2 separate regions of the Sus scrofa genome follow, and region 2 is linked to region 1. The links are chromatin contacts, called in public HiChIP or PLAC-seq maps. All regions are on one chromosome and are shown on one strand. Each heading gives the region's core, a stretch centred on a gene start, on an enhancer-like site or on the middle of the called end of the contact. The rest is flanking DNA. Distances are from core to core; before and after follow the strand shown.

Region 1 (7,554 bases), core at 2,025-4,524:
CTAACAAAGGAAGAAAAAGAAAAAGAAGGGGGGAATTGGCTACAGATGACATACCTCTCATGTATCTGTTCAGTTAACAACTTTTCTCAGTTATGCTCTTGAAAAGTGTTCCAGTTACTATGACTGCATATAATTCACCCCAAACTTAATAGCTTAAAACAATGATAATATGTTGCTCAGGAATCTGCTCTTTGGGCTGGGGTTATCTTATCTCTGCCCTGCTTGTTTCAGGGAGGTTGGCTTGAAGCTTAGGAACTGGAATCATCTGAAGGCTTCCTTATTCACATATCTGGCCACTGATGTTGTCAGCTAAGATGTTATCTCAGGTCGTCAGCCGGAATATCTCCACATGCTCTCTTCCTGGGGCCTGGGCTTCCTCCCAACATGGTGACTGGGCTTGAAAGGTGAGCTTTGCAAAAAGGTGGTAAGCCAGGTAAAAGCTGTATCCTCCTTTATGATCTGGCCCCCGAGGTCCCATAACATGCCTTCCACCCTACTGGCCGGAACAGTCGCAGACCCCAACTAGATTCAAGGGGAGGGAACACGGATCCTGTCTCTCAGGGGGAAGATGTTGGTTACCTTGTAAGAAGAACTGGGGATGGGTTATACATGTTGGCATGGTCAACTTAGGAAAAAAGTCTGCCACAAAAGGGTGATACAACTGTTTTTTTTTTTTTTTTTTTGAGTGCGGTGCCTTTAATACACAGTAATTAAACACATGACACAAAGTGATAATTTGATTTATGGTTTCCACTGAAGACAATTCCCCAATTTATTCTACATTTATAATTAGAATTTATGACATAGAACAAATTTGAATTGTGCCGCTTGGAGAATCCATAATATTTTATTCTGTATATGTCTCTTCAGAATTGTGCATGCACACTTCCCCTACATGTTTCAAAATGTTCTGATTTTATTTTATTTTATTTTATTTTTGGTCTCCAGGGCCACACCCATGGCCTATGGAGATTCCCAGGCTAGGGGTCTGATCGGAGCTACAGCTGTCAGCCTACACCACAGCCACAGCAATGCAGGATCCGAACCATGTCTGTGACCTACACCACAGCTCATGGCGACATTGGATCCTTAACCCACTGAGTGAGGCCAGGGATCGAACCTGCAACCTCAGGGTTCCTAGTTGGACGTGCCTCTGCTGTGCCACAATGGGAACTCCCCAAAGTGTTCTGATTTTAGTCTTAAAATTTCCCAAGATGTTTTGCTTAAGAGAAGCCCTCAAAAATTTTTAAAAATTGGCAAATAAAAAGGTGCAGAATTATAATATCAGCTTTAAAGAATGACTTACTTACATCTTCCCCCTACCACCCCTAATCTAATATTAAATCTTGTTTTCTTGGTCAGTACATTAGTCCTTAAAATCTTACAATTTATGTGGAAGCCATATTCTTTTTTTTTTTTTTTTTTTTTGTCTTTTTAGGGCCACACCTGAGGCATGTGGAGGTTCTCAGGCTAGGGTTCCAATCGGAGCTGTAGCTGCTGGCCTACACCAGAGCCACAGCAACGCCAGATCTGAGCCTTGTCTGCGACCTACACTACAGTTCATGGCAATGCCAGATCCTTAACCCACTGAGGGAGGCCAGGGATCGAACCCGAAATCGCATGGTTCCTAGTTGGATTCGTTAACCACTGAGCCATGATGGGAACTCCAGGCTTCTTTTGTCCTTCTGTTTTACCTTCCTTGGCACAATCCTCCTCATGGTCCCATGGTGACTACTGCACCTCCAGGCATTACATCTCAGTTCCAAGCATCAAATAGCAGAAGGGTTAAGGTCACAAACTTCTCTAAAGACTTCTTTTATTCAAGCTCTCCACTGGGACTCCTGCCTTACATCTTATTGACCAGAAGTTTGTCTCACTGCCTCTCCTAGCTTCAAGGGAACTGCATGCTTTGCTTTTCAGTCTCTGTAGTTTAGAAAGGCAAAGGATAAGCGGTTGGAATAAATATTGAGAGCCTTTTAAAATGTTTGCCTCTTACAATGGAAGTGTATTGCTTTGATTCACAAAGTGTCCCGGATATAGCCTTGTTCTAGTCTTGGAACATTCTCTTTCTTCTTCTCCCCTCTAGCTACTTTTCTGGGTGTGTGGGGCGGCTGCGGGGGGGGGGGACAACAAAATCTTGAGGAAATATACTTCTCCTTGGAGTTTCTGTCATGGCGCAGCGGAAGTGAATCTGACTAGGAACCATGAGGTTGCGGGTTAAATCCCTGGCCTTGCTCAGTGGGTTGAGGATCCGACGTTGCTGTGAGCTGTGGCGTAGGTCAAAGACCCAGCTTGGATCCACGTTGCTGTGGCTCTGGCCTAGGCCAGCAGCAACAGCTCCAATTAGACCCCTAGCCTGGGAACTTCCACATGCTGTGGGTGCGACCCTATAAAGACATATATATATATATATATATACATATATATATATATATATTTATTTTTTTCCTGTAAAGATACCAGTTCCCTTGTCAGGCCTTCCTCCATGGTCTCTTCTGAGGGTAAGGAGGAAGAGTCAGCATCTTTTTCCATTCTGCTCTTTTCAGACACGGTGACTTAGGCACTACTCAGAATGATCCCTTCCTCTCTGAATATCAAGGACGTTCTCAAGGCCAGGTTTTCCCTCTTCTTTCTCAGCCCAAGTTTTCTTCTTTACATGTCCAAGGCATTTGAGCTTTAACTCTCTGGTGGTGTTTCCCTCGTTGAAGTTGGAACCAAATGATTGCAAGTAGTTCTGTTTACAAAATGTGCGGTGTAACGTAGGTGCTCAAACTGGTATCTCTTGCTGTTGTTATTACTATTAGTAATATCTCGTAGCCTATGTCAGACTCATCTCCTTAATGACTGTCTCTGAATCTGATGTCTGATTCATCTTTGTAACCCACACCTGGTCTGGAATTGAGTATTGCTTGTAATGCTATAAAGGGGGCAGCTGGTAAAGGGCAACATTTCAAAGGGAAGGGTGCTGTAATGGTGGGACGTGATGAATTCCTAGAACCTGAGTGGGAGGCAGAATCTTTCAGAGAAGACGCTTACTCTGTCCGCACCTAAAACAGGCGGAGTCCCGACTGATGCCTAAGGACCTGTACTGCGATGAGGTAAGAGCATCCGTCACTTCACTGCTCCTCTAGATCCGGAAAGGGAGGAGGGATTCTGCCCCGCGCGGTGAACTGGGATAGCTGCGCACGCGCAGCTTCCAGCTCCGAGTCTCGGGAATTATTTGACGCCGCCGTTTCGGCCCTTCAGAAGTCACTGATCAGGCGCAGCGCGCACGCGCAGTGGTCCATTCGACTCCGGGAGTTATTTAACGCTGCAGCTGCTGGCAGTCGGAAGTTGCCTGAGCAGAGCACTGCCGGCTGGCCCTACCGGCCTTCGTCGTCCCTGGCGCCCTCGGAGAGTCGCAGACGTGTAGACGGAGTGACCGCTTGCGGACAGCCTACCGGGACAGCGAAAGCGCCGGGCCTATGGCGCGGGTGGCGTGAGGCGGAAGGCCGAGTGCGGCCCGCGGCGGCGACGGCGCCCGCCCCAGCGATGCGGGCCCCGCCCGTCGCCTCAGGTAACCGGGCGGCCCTCCCCATCGCGGCCGGACCCTCCCCTCTCCTCCCCTCCAGGCGGCCCAGGGATGGCTAAGCTTTGTTTCTCGGCCCCGGTGGTTCTAAGGCCCCAGCCTTTGGAAGTATATCTCTGCATTTTGGCGGGGGTGGGGGGTGCGCCTGGCCCTGGAGTCGGCAGCTTCTGTCGGCTCTCTGCAGACCTAGGGGCTGCCTGGGTCGGGAAAACTCTCTTCTGGCAGCCTGGGGGAGGGGGCGGGTCTGGAGCAGAGCTAGACAACTCCGGCTTAGAATCTGGTCCAGCAGCAAGGTTGGTCGAGTGGCTGCCGCCCTGTCGGGACGATGCTGCCCATTGCACGGTGACATTAGGAGGAGAAAGAGTTAATTATGAGAAGGCACATCTAACCCTCGTTAAGCGCTTTACTCCACACCGGGCGTTGTGCCAGGCCATTACGTTCACCTCATCTAACTTCACAACAACTCGGTAAAGGAGGATGATTATCCCCATCTTACTGACGAGGCAACTGAGGCCCTGAATGCTTAGGTGACTTCCTTGCCCAAGGTCAGAGAGCCGGTAAATTTGGACCCAGCCAGTCTGACTCCAGATTCAAGTTCTTAGCAATTAGGTCAGTGGCTCTCCATCTTCGCTGCACGGAAAAATCACCTGGGGCAGCTTTTAAAGATTCCTGATGCCCAGGTAGCATGGCCAGGCCAATTAAGTCAGCACGTTTGGGAGCAGGCTTGGTGGGGAGACAGCAGTGTTTCTTAGAGATCCCCTCATGAATTCATCGTGCAGCAAAGTTTGGGAACTGCTGCAGTAGATCATTTTGCATCTCAGTAAAACATTTCAGTGTTTCCCCAGTTTAAGTGTGTAGGAGAATCCTCTGTGAGCTTGTTAAAAATGCACGTTCCACCTGCAGAGATCTTTTCATTAGGCCCACTGACTACTATACCTTGTGAAAGCTTGTTGGGGTTGGGAAGTAACTTTCTGTACAGGATTTCTGAGTCAGCTGGACCTTTTAAAGTGCGTGCATCTCATGCAAAACTGTCAGTTTGCCATTTTCCTGAATACACAGTCCTCATGAATATAGTGTTTCTAAACTCTGGGTCTTGTTTGCATACGCCGTTCCTCTGCTTAGACTATCCTCCATGCTTTCTCCCTGCTCCACCCAGACCCACACAATGCTGCTCTTTCTTACACACATGCACGTAGCCTTTTCCTCCTGTCTCTGGCTGCATAACTCCCAGCATTCCCAACATTCAAGATGCCTCTGTCTCTGACCCCCACCCTTGACCCCCAGCCACCTTGGGGCTTTCCTGTGTGCTTTTTGGCATCATCATAATGGAATTTACGAGTCATTTTTCTGTGTTGTGTTTTTCTCTTCTGCTAGATTGTGAGCAACTCGAACCATGTCATCTCATCTTTGTATTTCTCCCAGTACTTTGACGTACAGTTTCACAGTGGTTTTACTGAATGGAATGTTTGAGTGCCTTTTGTATCCTCGACTGCATGCTGCAAACAGATTCTTCTCCATTTCCATTTTTTTTGTAAAAGGTGTTTGGTGTTCTTAGTCTATCAAGTTTTGTTCTTTTTGCTTGAAAATACTCTAGTTACGTTCATTAATTTATCCATTCAGCGGTTGAATAAACATATTGAGTTCTTAGCACCAGCGAGACTCTAGGAAGGACTAACTATGCACAGTCAACACTGGTTGAGTTTTAATACCTAGTTTTATCACAATCATATGCAGTCAGTTCTGTAGTGGAAACCTTTTTATTGCCCTTAGGCCTTTGCATATGTTCCCTCCTAAACACTGTACTGTCCAAAATAATGTCTAGTTGTCATCCACTGAACGTTATTACTTAGTTGGTAAATACTAGTTGATGGAAGTGCTTTTGGTAGTAGTTCATCCTATTCACCAGGAGAGATGACCTGAGTACTTAAGATTAAAACCTTGATATCCAAGGAATTGACACACTTGGTATATATTATTACAGAATTTCTGAACTGTTATTGCCCACCATATTTGCAAATTATAAAGGAAGGCAGGCCAGTAATTCTGATTGTATTTGTATTTGGCTGGTCTTAAAACCATGTAAGATTTAGAAAATTGCGTAAGTGAAGTGTGTGTGGTCAGTATGAAAAAGTATTTGGACAATCCCAGTTTTTTTGGTTTTTTTTGTGGGTTTTTTTTTGGGAAAGTTTTTTTATAGCAGTTAAATATGAAGTATATGGATTGAAAAAAAAACATTTCACATAATGACATTCTTAACAGAATACAGATTGTTGTAGAAATATTTTCTTGGTTCAGTTTTTTTTTTACCATTTTCCCAAATTTTAGGCTAATGCTAATGGTGGAAACTGATGGAGCAATTAATGTTATATTCAGATACTCAAGAAACTTGGCCCTATTTCTCTGATCAGATATGGGCAGAGTATCCAGTTCTGGCCTCAGCACATGGAAGAAACTCAATCTTTAAGCCTGAGGTTTGAGTCTCTAGTTGAGCCGCAGGAAAAGGTGAAAACTACACATGCTCATTTAAAGACCAAAAGTGACTCTAATTATGATAGCCTGAGACCCAAAAATGGATTCTTTTTTTTTGCTTTTAGGGCTGTACCTGTGGCACATGGAGTTTCCCAGGCTGGGGGTTGAATTAGAGTTACAGTTGCCGGCCTACGCTGGAGCCACAGCCATGCCAGATCTGAGCCGTATCTGTGACCTATACCACAGCTCATGGCAACACTGGATCCTTAACCCACTGAGTGAGGCCAGGGATTGAACCCACAACCTCATGGTTCATAGTCGGATTCGTTTCCACTGCCCCGTGATGGGAACTTCTGGATTCTTTTTAATTTGAGGTACCCATCAGTGTTAGCAGATGTAGTTCCCTGACATGTTTAAAGGCCTTTTAGATAGAATGCGTGATTTTCTTTGGTGCAAGATGACCAAAAGTTTTAGAATTAAGATACATGGAGTTTAAGTTTTTATAGATGAAGAAAGTAGTTAACTTGCCTAGGAGTACATGGTTGGCTGTAGCACACCTAGGATTGGAATGCAGGTCTCCTTCCTCTGGACACAGTATCCCCTTCCACCCCCACATGAGAGGATGTCTTGTTTCTTCTTGTTGTTGTTTTGTGTGTGTGTGAATGTTTGTATGTTGGGGATGGAGGGGAGTGGACAGAGTAGTCTACTATGTTTGAGATATTCAGTTAGATGTACAGTGAGTGCTTGTTGTATGACATGTACTTTGCTGAATAAACTGGGGATATTAAATAAGACACAGCCCCTTCCCTTGAGGAATCTGTAGTCAGAGTTGTAATAAAAGTGTAGTATCTAAGGCAGCCCTGTCAAATAGAAATTTCTGCAGTGATGGAACTGTTCTCTATCTGCAGTGTCCAATATGGTAGCCATTAGCCACATGTGATATTGAAGACTTGAAATGTGACTAGTATAACTAAGAAACTGAATTTCTAATTTAATTTAAATTTAAGTAACAAGTGGATATGGCTGCTGTGTAAGAGCAAGTATAAAAGATAAGAACTGTGGTGGTGGTAGGGGTAGGCAGAGGTTTTTTTTTTTTTTTTTTTTTTTTGGGTAGACTGGCAAAAACTGTTTGTTTTCACTTTTGGGGAGGAATGCAGGCAGAACCTGTCTTTCTTTCTTGTAATTCAGGTGTTTGGTAGGACACCTAATAGTTTGAATCTGGTGCGTAGGTGAATACATTCCTTTTTGGCCAAGCTTGGTTGATATTTGCCTTGTGGGGTCAATAGGACTACAGCAAATATGAAGTATGTTCCTTTTGCCTTTGTTAGTCATAAAAGTTATATGGCTGACCTTGAATACACTAGTGTACCATAAAATCCAGTTCATTTACTCAGTTCGTTTATTTATTCAGTGTTTTGGCACCCTAAACCCTATTTTTCCTAAGAGAAGGCATGTCTGATAATGTGTACCTTGCATTTGTACAGCAAAGTGTACTGACCTATGTTGCTTTATTTGTT
Region 2 (7,554 bases), core at 3,764-6,263, 190 kb after region 1:
GGGGTGGAGCTGCTTTGATCCCAGGGAGTCAGTCTCAGGGTCCCCCCCCCTTTATTTTTTCTTCTTCAAAATTACAAAAAAAAAAAAAAAAAATTCAAACATACAAACAAGATGAAAGATTTCCAATATATAGCTTGAACAATTAACATTTTATGGTGCTGGATTCTCTACCCCATATCTATCCATCAATCCCTTCAAGAATTTACCTTGTGGAGTTCTTGTTGTAGCTCAGGGGGTTAAGACATTGTCTCTGAGAGGATGTGGGTTGTATCCTGGCCTCGACCAGTGGGTTAAGGATCCAGTGTTGCCGCAAGCTGCAGCAGAGGTCTCAGATGTGGTGCAGATCCATTGTTGCTGTGGCTGTGGGATAGACCTTAGCTGCATCTCTGATCAATCCCAGGCCCAAGAACTTCCACAGGTTGCAAGTGCGGCAAAATAAATAAATAAATAAATAAATAAATAAATAAATAAATAAATAAATAAGAAAAGAAAAAGAGGAAGAAGAAGAAAAATAGAAGAGTTGCAGACCTCAATATATTTCCTTCCCCAAAACATAGACATACAGTGTCAGGTAAGCACAGGGCCAGTAGCGGCATGAGGCTCAGCCATGTGGAGTTTGAAGCAAAACGAAATCTCAACAAGACAATCTTTTCTTTAAATTGTATTATCTTGGATTTCCCATCATGGCCCAGAAGAAATGAATCTGACTAGTATCCAGGAGGACGAGTGTTCAATCCCTGGCCTTGCCCAGTGGGTTAAGGATCCAGCCTTGCTGTGAGCTGTGATGTAGGTCACAGATGTGGCTCAGATCTTGAGTTTCTGTGCCTGTGGTGTAGGTTGCCAGCTAGAGCTCTGTTTTGACCCCTAGCCTGGGAACCTCCATATGCCACAAGAGTGGCCCTAAAAAGACCAAAAAAAAAAAAAAAAAAAAAGCATTATCTTGTTCATTGTGTTATTATGAACATCATAATTCACTTTCAAATTTTGATTTTTCAGGGAGTTCCCATCATGGTGCAGTGGTTAACGAATCCGGCTAGGAACCATGAGGTTGTAGGTTCGATCCCTGCCCTTGCTCAGTGGGTTAACGATCCGGCGTTGCCCTGAACTGTGGTGTAGGTCACAGATGCGGCTCGGATCCCACGTTACTGTGGCTCTGGCGTAGGCTGGCAGCTGTAGCCCCTATAAGACCCCTAGCCTGGAAACCTCCATATGCCGCAGGAGCTGCCCAAGAAATGGCAAAAAGGCCAAAAAAAAAAAAACAAAAAAAACAACCAAATTTTGATTTTTCAAAATATTGCATAAAGTATGATCTCGACTATTGAATTTCTAGACATTCTCCTAAATGAAGTGAAGCCCTCCCTGGGTGTGAGGTAGCACTTGGGAACTGAGTTCTATTCCCTAGATTGAGTCTTTTCAAGAGTCAGGCTACTGTGATAGCTGATGCTATGGTGGTACCACCTCTGCCAGTTATGGGGTCCAGTAGGAGCCAGGTAAAGAGAGTCCTCTGGCCAGGGATAGCCAGCAATAGCCAGCAAGATGATCCAGCAGTGCTGAGGGCACAGCCATATGGGCTTCCAGCAGCTCCCAGCAACTGTCTGGGAGTGGAATGAGAATAGGGTAAAGAGATTGAGGATGCTGCTGAGGGGATGGTACAGACTCAGCCTGGGGAGGAAGTACAGTCCAAAGAGAAAACACAACTAAAGGAATTGTTACCCACAGGAGTTCCTGTGGTGGCCCAGTGGGTTAAGAACCCAGCTAGTATCAATGAGCATGTGGGTTTGATCCCTGGCCTCACCCAGGATCTGGCATTGCTGCAAGCTGTGCTATAGATCACAAATTCGGCTTGGATCCTGCATTGCTGTGGCTGTGGTGTAGGCCAGCAGCTGAAGCTCTGATTTGACCCCTAGGCTGGGAACTTCCATATGCCATGGGCGTGGCCATTAAAAGAAAAAAAAAAAAAACTAACAAAAATTAAAGAATTTTTACCCAGTATCTGGCACAAACAAATTCTGGGAGGCACACAGGATTCATCAAACATCTGTTGATCACCTACTATAGGCCACTGGACTGAGGACTGTGTCCCAGGCCCCAGCAATGCAGCAGTAAACAAGAGAGACATGGACCTCTGTGGTAGGGCTCAATGCCCCATTCTATATCCTCAGGCGCATCTGAGTTCACTTGAAGCTGTGGACACATCTCAGAAACCCGACAGAGAACCATGACAAAGTGCCTCCCTCCATGCTTGTCTTCTCCTCTGCCCGAGGGTTTTCTAGACCTTGGATGCACAACTTGGTGGGGAGTTAAAAGCCCCCAAATACTCAATCACTTGACAATCAATGAATGTCTTCTGTCCTGCAGTGGGATTATTGGTGGTCTCCTCCACAAGGCAGCTCCTAGTAGGATTGAACCTCATGTGTCCACAAGCCCATCAGAGCGCCTTTTATTTGGCTTGTCCCTGCTTCCCTGTCTCCCTTCCCCTACCTCCTCCCTTGTCCTTCCTGGAATCACCTTCCAGAGGATTAACTGCACCTGAGTCCTTATCTCAGCATCTGCTTTCTGAGAAAGCTAAACTAAGACAGCTCCTCTCTTCGCAGTGCTTCGAATCTAGTATAATGACTCCTAAATGTCTGTCCTTAGACGGGGCCAGACAGTGTGCATCAGAATTAAATGGGGGAGATATTCAGAGATGTCTGTTCCCCATCCTCACCCTGAGATTCAGATTTTTTTTTTTTTTTTTTAGATTCCTGATGTGCCACTAGTTTGGGATTCATAATATAGAGAAAGGTCAGTGGATTGATGGATGAATAAATAGATGGGTGAATCAGTGGGTATGTGCCTTGAAGGTCAATGGTTGGATAGATGAGCCAATGAATAATAGATAGATAAGTGAATGAAGGATGAGTAGATAAATTGGTCAAGGGATGAAGAGATGAAGAGGTGGATGAGTGGATGGACCAATGGGTGAAAGGAAGAAAAGAGGAAACATAAAATGGGTCCATGGCAACAATCTTTAAGTACAGTAAACTCCACAAGACCAGGGATATTCTCTGATTGGCTCCCTACTGTGTCTCCACTATCTGATATACTGAATGTACTTAATACATTTTGTACAATAAATAATGTATTTTCAAAAGTCAACACACAAATAATTTTTTTTCACTTTTTTTTCTTCTGCTTTTTAGGGCTGCACCCACAGCATTTGGAGGTTCTCAGGCTAGGGGTTAAGTCAGAACTGTACCTGCCAGCTTGCACCACAGTCTCTTCAACACCAGATCCAAGCTGTGTCTGCAACCTACACACAGCTCATGGCAGCACCAGATGCTTAACCCATTAAGCAGGGCCAGGGATTGAACCTGTGTCCTCATGGATACTAGTTGGATTCGTTACCACTGAGCCACAATGGGAACTCCCTCACTTTTTCAATGTTTATTGAGCAGCTGCCTAATTTAGGCCATGTGCTAGACACCTCAGACACACAATGCATGTGTATGGGTGCACAATACTTTGCATAGGAAGGTCTGTCATGTGTGAAACACCAGGGACCATGTCTTCCTCAGAGAATAATTAGCAAATTCTTGAGCTACTCCTGTGCCATTTTAAAACTCAGATGGTTTTGGAGTTAACAGAAAAGTGTAACGTTATGTGATCAGGCCAGTCAAGATGGCTGTTCTTTTGCTCTCTGTACATCCCCTGCTTGACCAATCCCCTCTTCATCTGTACATAGGACTTAATCAGCAACTACCTACATGTTTGCCCTCTGCCCCAGCCGCTGGTTTCCCTGGTAGCTGATGAGCCAACCCGATGTCAATTCCCCCCAAAATGGTCGTCTCCTTCTCTCTCCCTGAGTAGTGAACTTTGCTGCCATGTCCTGCCCACCGTCTGTTGTACATGGTGGGAAATCACTCCAGCACCTTTTGCTTCAGACTTGTAAGACCCCCTATGGAGTAAACCATTGATGTCTCTGTTGCTGTCTCTGGGTTCTTTCTTTAGCCTCAATGCTGGGCAATCACAAAGCTTGCGGGCCTGTGTGGTGCAGCCCAACAGAGGTCAACCTAGAGAATGGATGAAAAGAGAAACCCTGGGCCAAGGGCCTTGGGAACAGCAATATTTTAAAGTCAGGCAAAGAGGGAGAAGGAGATTAGAAGTCAAATCTGATAAAGAATAGCCCGAGGAGTTACTGTCCTAGCTCAGTGGAAATGAATCTGACTAGCATCCATGAGGATGCAGGTTCGATCCCTGGCCTTGCTCAGTGGGTCGGTGATCCCATTGAGAGTATTTTGAGGCCTCATCTCTTGTTAAGGATGTTTACTTAGAACCACTTTTTACAATTAACTTGCTTTTATCTCTCAAAGTTAAGTGTTTCAGAGCTGGGAGGATAGAGCCAAGGCAGCTCCTCTAACTCTTACTATCCCCTTGCCTGGAGGCAAGGGGGAAGTGGAGGAGAGAGGTGCCGGATCCTTTTAGAGCAAAAACTGGGTGGGAAGACGGCTGCATCACCTCCACTCCCATACCCATTGGCCAGAACTTAGTCACATGATCACACCAAGCTAGATGACCATGCAGAGGAATTATACCACTAATGAGAAAAAATATATATGTTAGTTAAGTAACAACGAGCAGTCCTTTTCTCAGTGTTTGAAGTCTTTGACAGCGCACAGTCTGTGGGAGTTAATAAATCTATTTAAAAATTTATATTGTGTTATAAAATAGAACACGTGCAGAAAAGTGCACAAATCATAAGTGGATAGTTTGATGAATTTTCATAAAGTGAACGCGCCTAAGTAGCGAGCTCCTCGGTCAAGATACCGAGAGGTCGGTACCCCAGAGTTTGTTTCCTTGACAGGGAGGCTTACGGCAAAGTAATCATGTGGGGGCGGAGCCAAGGACAGTTGAAGGTGAGTTACCCTACAATATGGGGCGTGGCTAGGCGAAAAGGTGGGGCCCCGGAGAGGCACCCGGCCTCAGTACTAGGTTCTGAAGGCCAGGAAGGGGCGTGTCATGGTGACGTAACGCACTCGGGGCGGAGCTCACTGGACCGGAGTCCCGGCTAGGGCGAAGGGGAGTGGTCAGATAGGAGCTGGGGGCGAGATTCGGCCACGGCCAGGATGGGCGGAGTCTAACAATCGCGAAGGCGGCCTCGGCTGCCAGGGGCGAGTTGGGTGAAACGGCTGGATGGGCTTGAGAAGAGGCTCGGAGGCCCTCCATTTCGCGCGGGGGCGGGGTTTCGCGCTGTTTGGGAGGACGCTGCGTCGGGGGCGGGGCTAGCGCGTGCGCTGCAAGATGGCGGCTGCCAGTGTGGCGGGGCAGGCGATGAATGTGTTCCCATTCCGCGACGCCCGAGCCGCTCCGGATCCGGTGCTGGAGGCCGGCCCGGTGGCACACGGGCCACAGCCGGTGCCACTGGTGTTGGACAACGGGTCGTTCCAGGCCCGTGCAGGCTGGGCTTGCCCCGGGCCGGACCCAGGCCCCGAACCCCGGCTGCAGTTCCGCTCTGTGTGCGCCCGAGGGCGAGGCGGAGCTCGGGGCGGGGCGGGCCCCCAGGTGGGCAACGCGTTGGGCAGCCTGGAGCCCCTGCGCTGGATGCTGCGCTCACCTTTCGACCGCAACGTGCCTGTGAACCTGGAGCTGCAGGAGCTGCTGCTTGACTACAGTTTCCAGCATCTGGGTGTCTCCTCACAGGTGAAGGGCGGGGTGGGGATGGGATTGAGGGAAGGGTTGAGGTCGTGTCCCCGCTCACTCTGCTCCCCGAGGGATAATAGTCACTCCAGGAGTTCTGATTGTCATTTAGTCATTCATTTATTATGGCGATCAAATATTAAGCGCCTAATGTGTATAAGGCTTGTGCTAAGCGCTTGGGGTATAGCAGTGAACCACTGGAGCATACGTTCTCTTGGAGCATACGTTCGGGCATCTGTGCTCTGTTGTTAATACATCCATTTATTTACAAATATGTACTGAGCACCTACTTTGTGTCAGGCACTTTTCTAGGTGTTTGAAATACGTCCATGAACGTAACACGAAATCTCCTGTGCTTATGGAGCTAGTATGGAAAGACCCTTTAGTGTGAAAAGACAGACAATAAACAGTAGGATTAAGTAGTAGGTTCTATAGCATGACAGAAGGAGAGGAGAAAGCTACATCTTTTCAATAAGATGGTTAGGGGTGGATTCCAAGAAGGTGATGTTTGAGCAAGGGGCAAGCCTTGTGAATACCTGAGGGACTAATACTCCAGAGAGGGAACAGCCAGTGAAAAGGCCCTGAGGCAGGGGCGGGTCTTGATCCTAATTGAGGGCAGCCAGAGTGAGGGGAAGGGTAGTGAGTGGAAGAGGAAGTCGGAGTTAATGAGGGGGCAAGTTGCACACCTCATAGGCTTTTACTCTGAGTGAAATGGGGAGCCATTTGCAAGGTGTTGAACAAAAGAGGAATGTGACTTATGTTCCCAAAGGATCACCAGAGCTGCTCTGTGGAGAATGGACTGGCCTGGGTTAAAATAGGGAGACCTGTAAGGAGGCTGTTGAGTTAGGAGGTAAGGGATGATGGTGACTTAACTGAGGGAGGAATTGGGGATGTGTAAGAAATAGTTGGATTCTGGAGATATTTTGAAGACAGATCCAACATGATTGGCTGACAGTTTGGATGGGGTTATAGTTAACCTTAAGCTGACCCTACTTTCATATTTTCCAAAACAACTTCCGGGAGAGATGGGTATTTTACAGTTGCTTCAGATGAGGTTACTGATTGGAGACCAAAAGCCTGTTCAGCCCTTGCAATAATGATGTTGGTTTCCTTTTATGCTTCAAAAGGAGTATTCTTTTAGCACCTGATCAGTTTACTTTTTTCTTTCCAAGTAGGGCTGTGTCGATCATCCCATAGTGTTGACAGAAGCTGTGTGCAACCCGCTGTATTCACGACAGATGATGTCCGAGCTTCTCTTTGAGTGCTATGGGATTCCTAAGGTTGCCTATGGAATAGACAGCCTCTTCAGCTTCTACCACAATACGCCAAAGAACTTGATTTCAAGTGGGCTCATCATTTCATCTGGCTACCAGTGTACACATATTTTACCCATCCTAGAAGGGAGGTGAGTTGCACTTAGGGCATTTGAGGGCTGTTTAGAGAAGCATTTAGGAAACGCTCACTGGGCGCCTGCCTTAAAGGTTGAGTGGAGAGAGCAGGGACTGGCCCGTGAACTAGCCTCTGGGCTTAGCTCCTACCTACCTCACTATGTGAGCATAGGTAAATTATTTTACCATCCATCATTTGCGACTTCCTGGATTGAGTTGGGGTAAATGGTCTCTATCCATAATTCTAGAATTTTATGAGTGATTTATGGTGACATGCTAACACAGTACTTGTAGGTAATAGGCAATCAATAAAAATGTTTGAAGTATATTATTTAAATAAATTTAACTTAGATTGTCATTGTGTCCCGGAGTCACTTTTTTGTTAAGAGGGTTTTTTTAGTTTATTTAAAGCTCTTTAATCTTGATTGTTTAAACTTTCAGACTTTTTAAGAACAGTAACTGGTACATAATAGGTACTTAATAAATGTTT

The links. HiChIP or PLAC-seq counts read pairs in DNA pulled down with a chosen protein or histone mark.
Region 2: a contact with region 1 is called in an H3K27ac HiChIP or PLAC-seq map of alveolar macrophages. The contact joins the promoter of ACTR5 here to the promoter of RALGAPB in region 1. A contact is called at or near these places in 2 of 47 Hi-C or Micro-C datasets (embryonic fibroblasts and liver) and 1 of 2 datasets of contacts at active chromatin or transcription factors (alveolar macrophages).

What each region holds. Positions count from the first base shown.
Region 1 is chr17:41,504,482-41,512,035 of Sscrofa11.1, forward strand. It overlaps RALGAPB (ral GTPase-activating protein subunit beta), which reads left to right and starts at 3,275. Exons shown (of 30, transcript XM_021078139.1): 1 at 3,275-3,556.
Region 2 is chr17:41,697,260-41,704,813 of Sscrofa11.1, forward strand. It overlaps ACTR5 (actin-related protein 5), which reads left to right and starts at 5,014. Exons shown (of 10, transcript XR_002339948.1): 1 at 5,014-5,679; 2 at 6,852-7,081.